2 separate regions of the Sus scrofa genome follow, and region 1 is linked to region 2. The links are chromatin contacts, called in public Hi-C maps. All regions are on one chromosome and are shown on one strand. Each heading gives the region's core, a stretch centred on a gene start, on an enhancer-like site or on the middle of the called end of the contact. The rest is flanking DNA. Distances are from core to core; before and after follow the strand shown.

Evidence for each region. A called contact is a pair of places that touch in the nucleus more often than the background predicts.
Region 1: a contact with region 2 is called in a Hi-C map of omental adipose tissue, with 2.7 times the contacts expected there. The contact joins the enhancer-like site here to the promoter of MED11 in region 2. A contact is called at or near these places in 2 of 5 promoter capture datasets (fetal skeletal muscle and liver), 12 of 47 Hi-C or Micro-C datasets (adipose tissue, alveolar macrophages, blood and 8 more) and 2 of 2 datasets of contacts at active chromatin or transcription factors (alveolar macrophages and skeletal muscle).

Annotation. Positions count from the first base shown.
Region 1 is chr12:52,018,435-52,022,307 of Sscrofa11.1, reverse strand. It overlaps MINK1 (misshapen-like kinase 1), which reads left to right. Exons shown (of 32, transcript XM_021067776.1): 16 at 1-235; 17 at 584-669; 18 at 827-937; 19 at 1,096-1,208; 20 at 1,360-1,448; 21 at 1,762-1,925; 22 at 2,271-2,373; 23 at 2,460-2,597; 24 at 2,803-2,911; 25 at 3,226-3,393; 26 at 3,499-3,642; 27 at 3,777-3,873. Among named protein-coding and RNA genes, the nearest start is that of CHRNE, 21 kb to the right of the region's middle. Within about 2 kb of position 1,552, at least 1 of the 83 cell types and tissues checked has an H3K27ac peak or open chromatin away from gene starts, as enhancers often do. A contact at or near this core is called in omental adipose tissue, where this site is marked.
Region 2 is chr12:52,149,656-52,153,543 of Sscrofa11.1, reverse strand. It overlaps MED11 (mediator complex subunit 11), which reads left to right and starts at 1,341. Exons shown (of 3, transcript NM_001244823.1): 1 at 1,341-1,484; 2 at 1,670-1,800; 3 at 2,484-3,006. The coding sequence starts at 1,400. The coding sequence ends at 2,621. It overlaps CXCL16 (C-X-C motif chemokine ligand 16), which reads right to left. Exons shown (of 5, transcript NM_213811.1): 5 at 3,524-3,585. The coding sequence ends at 3,539.

The sequences.
Region 1 (3,873 bases), core at 303-2,802, 130 kb after region 2:
GAAGCCATATGCAGCGCCTGTACCCCGATCCCAGTCCCTGCAGGACCAGCCCACCCGAAACCTGGCTGCCTTCCCAGCGGCCCACGACCCCGACCCCGCCGTCCCCGCCCCCACTGCCACGCCCAGTGCCCGAGGAGCTGTCATCCGCCAGAACTCAGACCCCACTTCCGAAGGGCCTGGCCCCAGCCCCAGCCCTCCAGCCTGGGTCCGGCCTGACAACGAGGCCCCTCCCAAGGTAAGGACAGCCCCGCAGAGCCAGGGAAGGGCAGAGAAAGCACTGCGGAGGGACTGGAGGCCCAGGGGGCCGCCGGCAGAGGAGAAGGGCCCGGCCTGCGCGGGGCCTTGCCCTGACGTCCGGTGGGCAGGGCGGCGCGTAAGCGAGTCCGGGTGTCTCGGCGCCGAGAGGGGAATGGACGTGCCCAGGGAGCGAGGGGGCCGCAGCGACCGGGCTCAGTTAGATCCCAGCTCTGCGGTTGCCCAGCGTTGAGGTCTTAGACGGATTCATAAGCCTCCCGCCTGTCCGTTCGCTTCTCCATCCGGGTGGCCGTGAGGACGGAGCACCGACCCCTCCCTTCTCCCGCAGGTGCCGCAGAGAACCTCCTCCATCGCCACTGCCCTTAACACCAGTGGGGCCCGAGGGGCCCGGCCGGCCCAGGCTGTCCGCGCCAGGTACCGCCTGGGGCGGGGCGGGCGGCAGCCTAGGGAGCCAGTGGGGCGGGGGGCAGAGGGAAGTCGGCCAGGTTCCCGCTCAGGGAGGGCAGGCCCCAACCCAGTCACCTCAGCCCCTCCCTGCCCGCCCCCGCGCACCCCTGTGCTCCCTCCGCAGACCTCGCAGCAACTCCGCCTGGCAAATCTACCTGCAAAGGCGGGCAGAGCGGGGCACCCCCAAGCCTCCAGGGCCCCCTGCTCAGCCCCCTGGCCCGCCCAGCGCCTGTAGGTAATGGAGTTGTGCCCCCCCCTCTTGCTCACTCCCACCCCCACTTCTGCCACCTGCCTCCCCCTGGTGGTGGCTCTCTCGGCGGGGCAGCTTAGCATCTTGGGGCCGGGACACTCCATCTCCCTGACCCTGCCTCTGCGCCCCCCTCCATCCCATAGTAACCCTGACCTCAGGAGGAGCGACCCTGGCTGGGAGCGCTCGGACAGCGTCCTGCCCGCCTCGCACGGGCACCTCCCCCAGGCTGGCTCGCTGGAGCGGAACCGTGTGGGAGGTACGTGGCCCAGCCTGGGGCAGCCTCTCGTGCACTCTGGCAGCTTTGGACTGCCTGGGGGCCGTGTGGGGGCGTGAAACCAGGATGGGCTCGAGGCCACCCCTTGAGCGGGTGTCGCTGACCTCCCCTCCCCCACCCTGGCACGTCTTAGCCTCCTCCAAACTGGACAGCTCGCCCGTGCTCTCCCCTGGCAACAAAGCCAAGCCTGATGACCACCGCTCGCGGCCCGGCAGGCCCGCAGTAAGTCATGGGGGCCAGATGCGCCTCTCAGCCCAGGGCGCTGGGTGCCCGGGCGGGGCCTGCCTTAACCTGTGCCATGGGGCCTGGGGGCCAACAGGACGGCGGTCTGTCTCGGTTACTAACCTGTCTTCCTTTCTCCTGCCTCCTCCTGGCTGCCCTTCTCCCCCCGCGGCCCCTCCCAGAGCTATAAGCGCGCCATTGGTGAGGTTAGTGAGAAGGGGCCTGCTTGCTCGTGGGGGCCCCTCCGTTCCACTGGCCCCCCCGCATCCGGGGGTCCCACTGCCACCTCCCCTCACGCCGCTTCTCCCCACAGGACTTCGTGCTGCTCAAAGAGCGGACTCTGGACGAGGCCCCCCGGCCTCCCAAGAAGGCCATGGACTACTCCTCGTCCAGCGAGGAGGTGGAGAGCAGCGAGGACGATGAGGAGGAGAGCAACGGCGAGCCTTCCCAGGGGAGCAGAGACACCCCCGGGGCCCGGTATGGGGGCGTCTCGGGGTGCGGGGGCACTTGCAAGGGAGACCCCGGAGCAGGGGTGGTCTAGGGGAATGTGAGGCACCCGGCTGTCCCTGCGGTCACGTTTTCTCCCCTTCCCTGGAGAAGGGGGTACAGGGCTGGGGCTGGTGTCTCCATCTGTGTCTCACTGTTCGGCCAGTTGATCTCATCAGGTGCCCCTGCACGGCCAGCCCTCCCTGAGGGCCCTGCCCGTGACGACTGAGGGCGTCATGTTCTGAATAGACCCCGCAGGCTCTTGTCTGCTCCCAGGGGCACTCAGGTGGCAGGCAGGGCCGGGAGGGCCCCTGACCTCGCGCTCTCCCACCCCAGCGACGGCGACACCGACAGCGTCAGCACCATGGTGGTCCACGACGTGGAGGAGGTGGCCGGGACCCAGACTCCCTACGGGGGCGGCACCATGGTGGTCCAGCGTGTGAGTGGGCCCCCCGCCCCTTCTCCCCCCGCCTGCCCTGCGCCTCCCTGGCCCCAGCACTGGCCGCTTGCCCTGTGTTCCTCTAGACCCCGGAAGAGGAGCGAAGCCTGCTACACGCCGACAGCAACGGCTACACGAACCTGCCAGACGTGGTCCAGCCCAGCCACTCGCCCACTGAGAGCAGCAAAGGCCAAAGCCCCCCCTTGAAGGATGGCGGCAGTGACGTGAGTGGGTGAAGGCAGCTCCGCGGGCGAGGACAGGTCACTGGCCTGCCGTGGGCGGGAGACCCTGGGGGAGACCCCGGGTGCTGGGCACTGTGGTCGGCAGGGTGGAGGCCCCGGGAGCTGAGTGCCCAGGGCACTATAGGAGGGACGTGAGCTGGGGCCTGGCACATTTGCCTCACCACTCCCCTCCCCCCCGCCCCCATAGTACCAGTCTCGTGGGCTGGTGAAGGCCCCGGGCCAGAGCTCGTTTACCATGTTTGTGGACCTGGGGATCTACCAGTCCGGAGGCAGTGGGGATACCATCCCCATCACAGGTGAGGACAGGAGGTCTGGAGCGGGGCATGGCTGGGCCTCTGGGGACGCAGCGTCACGGCCGCCCCTGTGGCCTGAGCCCCTGCCCTGGCACCCAGGCAGCAAAGGCTTCCGGGGCCCCCTTGATCCAAGAGGTAAAATGCTCAGATCAAGGCCTCTGCCAGGCCTTCTGGCTCTAGTTCAGCTCCCCTGGCACCGCCGCTCTCGAGCCTTCCCTGCTGTCTCCAAGGACTCAGGATCCCAGCCCAGGGTGGGCGGGGGAGGCGGGGAGAGAGGCCTGCAGCCCACTGCCCGCTCCTGCTCCTCCCCCTGGCAGCCCTGCTGGGTGGAGAGGGCGGCCGGCTCGACCAGCTCCAGTTGGACGTGAGGAAAGGCTCTGTGGTCAACGTGAACCCCACCACCACCCGGGCCCACAGCGAGACCCCCGAGATCCGGAAGTACAAGAAGCGGTTCAACTCCGAGATCCTCTGTGCGGCCCTTTGGGGTGAGCCCGGGCGGGGAGGCACACAAGGGGCCTGCTGCGCCCCGCTCTCGAGCTCAGGCGAGGGCCCGGCTCTGCCTCTCATCTGCCCAAGGGCTCCTGTTGCAGGGGTCAACCTGCTGGTGGGCACGGAGAACGGGCTGATGCTGCTGGACCGCAGCGGGCAGGGCAAGGTGTACGGGCTCATCGGGCGCCGCCGCTTCCAGCAGATGGACGTGCTGGAGGGACTCAACCTGCTCATCACCATCTCAGGTGTGTGCGCGGCGGGACGGCAGCCTCGGCCCGAGCCGAAGGCGGGGCCCCCCTTTCCGCTCCCCTCGGGGCTCACCCGCGGAGGCCGGTGATGAGGGAGTGTGTGTGTGTGTGTGTGTGTGTCCACCCCGCAGGGAAAAGGAACAAACTGCGGGTGTACTACCTGTCCTGGCTCCGGAACAAGATCCTGCACAACGACCCGGAAGTGGAGAAGAAGCAGGGCTGGACCAC
Region 2 (3,888 bases), core at 92-2,591:
TCCAGCAATCTGATGAGTAGTGTCCAAGATATATGAAGTAAAGGAGGGGATGGGGGGGGGCGTCTAACTACTTCAAATTATCCTCCTAATTTTAATACTACCTACAGCCCAGATATACTGCTGTGTGCCACCGATTTAAGGGTACATCAGGCTGGTTCTAAGCTTTCTTCACTGCTGGCTTAGTTACCACTTCACTGCCAAGTCAGTTACCATGTACCCTTCTGCCTTCCGATTTCTATCTAAAGCTTTGCTATTAACTCCTCTCTCTTTCTCCTGGACCCCTTTATAAAATCCCCTTATTGCTATTTTATTAGGATTTAAGAAAGAAGTGAAGTTTAACTGAAAGTCTCCCATTCGTTTGCTCACCCTGTGCAAACTGGCTTCATTCTCAATTTTCCATAAACTTTCGAGATTGATCTTTCTTAAAAGGTAAAGCTGGTCAGAGCACCCTTCTTGAAAATCCTTCAAAGGCTCCAAATGCCTTCAAAATAAAGTCAGGATTCCTTAGCCTGCAAGCTGTTTCCCGATGTGGCTCCCCAGCCCAGTCTCCCCATCACACCTCCCCACCACCACACTCATTCACCCTAAACTGAACGCCCTACTTAATGTTCCAGCCCCCTTCACAGCACCTCGCGCTTGCCTGGGCTTTTCCGTCATCCACTTCAACCTCTCACGCACCGGTTAAGCCTTAAGACTCCGTAAAAGCAGCATTTCCTTCCAGAATCCTTTCTCTGTATTCCTAGAGATACACCCTTGGGCGTATCTCTAATAAAACACCTATCCCACTGTCACGTTAAGCGTCCACCTCATTCAGCTCTGTAGCCAGGGTCAACCCCATAATAGGCAGAGAGGGAAAATGGACCAACTTTTCTCAGAATATACTGACAGTCTGTTTCAGCTGGGCTCCAGAAGTGGGGGAAGCGCTAGGGCGAATAAGGACCACTCACCAAGTTCAGTTTTCCCCAGGTCCCGATAGGTGGCGGAGTGGGATAGGCAGACAGAGGGTCCACGGCTGCGCAGTCTGGAATACCCCAGAGCTCCCACCCTCATCACCTACCACCCAGAAGACGCTCAGTAAATTCTTGTAGAAGAAATTAAACACAGACCACAAGGCAGTGTGAAAGTGGACAGCTTCGAATGGCCTCAGGCTGGGGAATATCTCGATTCTGCCTCTTACCACAGGTGGTTAAGCGATGCGGGGGCAGACCTGACCACGCGCAGGAGCCCCTGGGAGTTGTAGTTCGCCAGAAGAACGGAGAAGGCCGAGACCGCGCTGAGCATCCTGGGAGCTGTAGTGTTAGCGAACGAGCACCTTCCGCGCAAGCGCAAACCGACAGCCACTTCCGGACACTTTTCCGTCGCATTTTGGAAAAGGAGAAAGTCCTGTCCCAGAGTGACAATGGCTACCTACAGCCTGGCGAACGAGCGGTTACGCGCCCTAGAAGACATCGAACGGGAAATTGGAGCCATTCTTCAGAATGCAGGTTCGAGATACGACGACCGGAGGGGGAGCGGGAGCGAGAACAACTGTGTGCACATGCGCCGACCGGAGACTGGGAGCCGGGTTGGGAGGGATCCTAAGCGCGCGCGGAGCGAGCAGGAGTAGGTGGGGCTGCCCCTGGGGCGGGGCTGTACTATCCCCGCCCTAGGTCTCTCTCCAATCCCACAGGTACCGTGATCTTAGAACTGTCCAAGGAAAAAACCAATGAGCGGCTACTAGACCGACAGGCAGCGGCCTTTACGGCGTCGGTGCAGCACGTGGAGGCGGAGCTGTCGGCTCAGATCCGCTATCTCACGCAGGTGTGTGTGTGGTGGGACGTGCTCCGTGGCCCTCCCTCCCCCCAGCTCTCTGTTTTAGCCTTTACCCTTCTGAGGTTCCCGGCCTAGCTTTGTCTTCGGAAATCAGGCAAGACCCGCCTTACCTAGCAGACCGGAAGACCTTGGCAGGGCCCCTCCCTTCCAGCGCCTGCCTTTTCCTCTAAAAGGAAAGGATTAAAGGCGGACCCTGCCTGCGTCACGGAGTTGCATCACTTGAGCCATTGGATGGAAAAGCCCTGGGAGGGGGCGAGTAAACCGTGTCAAAGCCACAGGATTTTCCCTTCGAAACTTGATCAAGGGTATGGGGTCCCAGATGGCTACCGCCTGAGCAGAGGAACAGGATTGAAAGAGTCTGACATCAATATAGCAGCACCCACTATTTACTAAACTTTTACAATGTGCCAAACACTCTGCATTATCGAGTCCTATAACTCTAACTACTTAACTATTTGACTTCCCCTAACTCTAGGGGAAGTAGTTATGGTCATCCCCATTTTACAAATGAGGCTAAGCGAAGTTCAGTGATGCCCCCCAGGTAATCCAGTTACCATATGGCATAGCAAATTCAAACTCTGGGAAAAAATGAGACCTGATGCACCTGATGCCTGATTGTGGAGATGGGAAAGAGAAGGGGTGCTTCATTGATCAATCTGAATGTCCTGTAGGTGGCCACAGGGCAGCCCCATGAGGGCTCCAGTTACTCTTCAAGGAAGGACTGTCAGATGGCCCTGAAGCGAGTGGACTATGCTCGTCTCAAGCTCAATGAGGTGGCCCGAACCTGTGAGCAGATGCTGGAAAACTAGGCTGGGCAGGTGAAAAGCTTGGAGGGAGAGCTCCACTTGCAACCCGACACAGAACCTGGAGGATGGAAGCAGGGCTGCCCTGAATATGCCCAGCTGGTCAGAGGCTAGGAGGACAAGGGGAGCAAAAGGTGGGAATGGAGAAACTTAAAGACCAAGCCCACCCACGGCTGTGCCTTCGCTACTCCAGCAGGGTGCCCCTGCCGGGCACTTCACCAGGCGCTGACAAGCTCAGACAGGAGATGGAGAATCAGACACTGAACCCACTTCCTCATGTCCCTGCCCCAGGCTCCCCACAGACTTGGGCCAATGAAGACACATTCTTCTTCATTGGAAGAGACAAAAGGAGAACTAGGAGTTTTGATAATAAAAACAATAACATTAAAAACAAGGAGCTCGGACTCTCACTGGGGCATATACGGGTGATGAAAGAGGTTGAGGAAGTAAAACCAGGCTGTGTGGCAGCTGCTGAGGAGGGAGGGTGGGAGAGCCTCCCCTCACTGTGGGCTTGGGGGGAACACTGATGGGGTGCAAAGAGAGGCTTGAGACAAGGATGGGGGTGGAGTTGGGCGGCCATCAGTAAAGAAGCTGAAGCCAGGAATCATGGTAAGGGGGGCAAGGGTATAGGGCCAGGGTTTGCAGAAAGAAGAGGCAATAATTATAAAAATAAGTTTTAGTCATTAAAAAATATATAGAATTAGTATAAGATCTCCTGTATAAAAGGCAATTTTTACATTATAGCACAAAACACCAAACACACAGAGGAAAGATCTAAGAGAGGGCAGTGGCTGTTATTTGTGTATTGAATACTGACAGATACGTAGAGTGTCCCAACCATGTACCAGTGATTGTTCTAATGTAGTAAATGCACTTGATAGTAACTAAATCACATTATACCCTCACAAGCTTTCATCCTTAGCTCAGGTGTTGATATTTGATGCCACAGGAACATAATGAAGCTGAGGATCTAAAACAGAGAAAGAAATGGAGAGATGAGCTCTGAGAAGTTGGAGGGGCAGGGGAGGGAGCGGAGGTGATAGCTGAACTGGGCAATCAGATTCCAAAACATTAACTATATGACCAGGTACACAGTAGGTGCTCAGTAAAGACTTATGAGTTGAATAAATGGCTCCTCCACTCCTCCACAGCTTCATCTCCCACTAGGCTGCCCCAGCTGCCATCTGTTTTTTTTTTTTTTTGGTTGGTTGGGTTTTTTTGGCCACAGTCGCAGCATGCAGAAGTTCCCAGGCCAGGAACTGAACCCACGCCA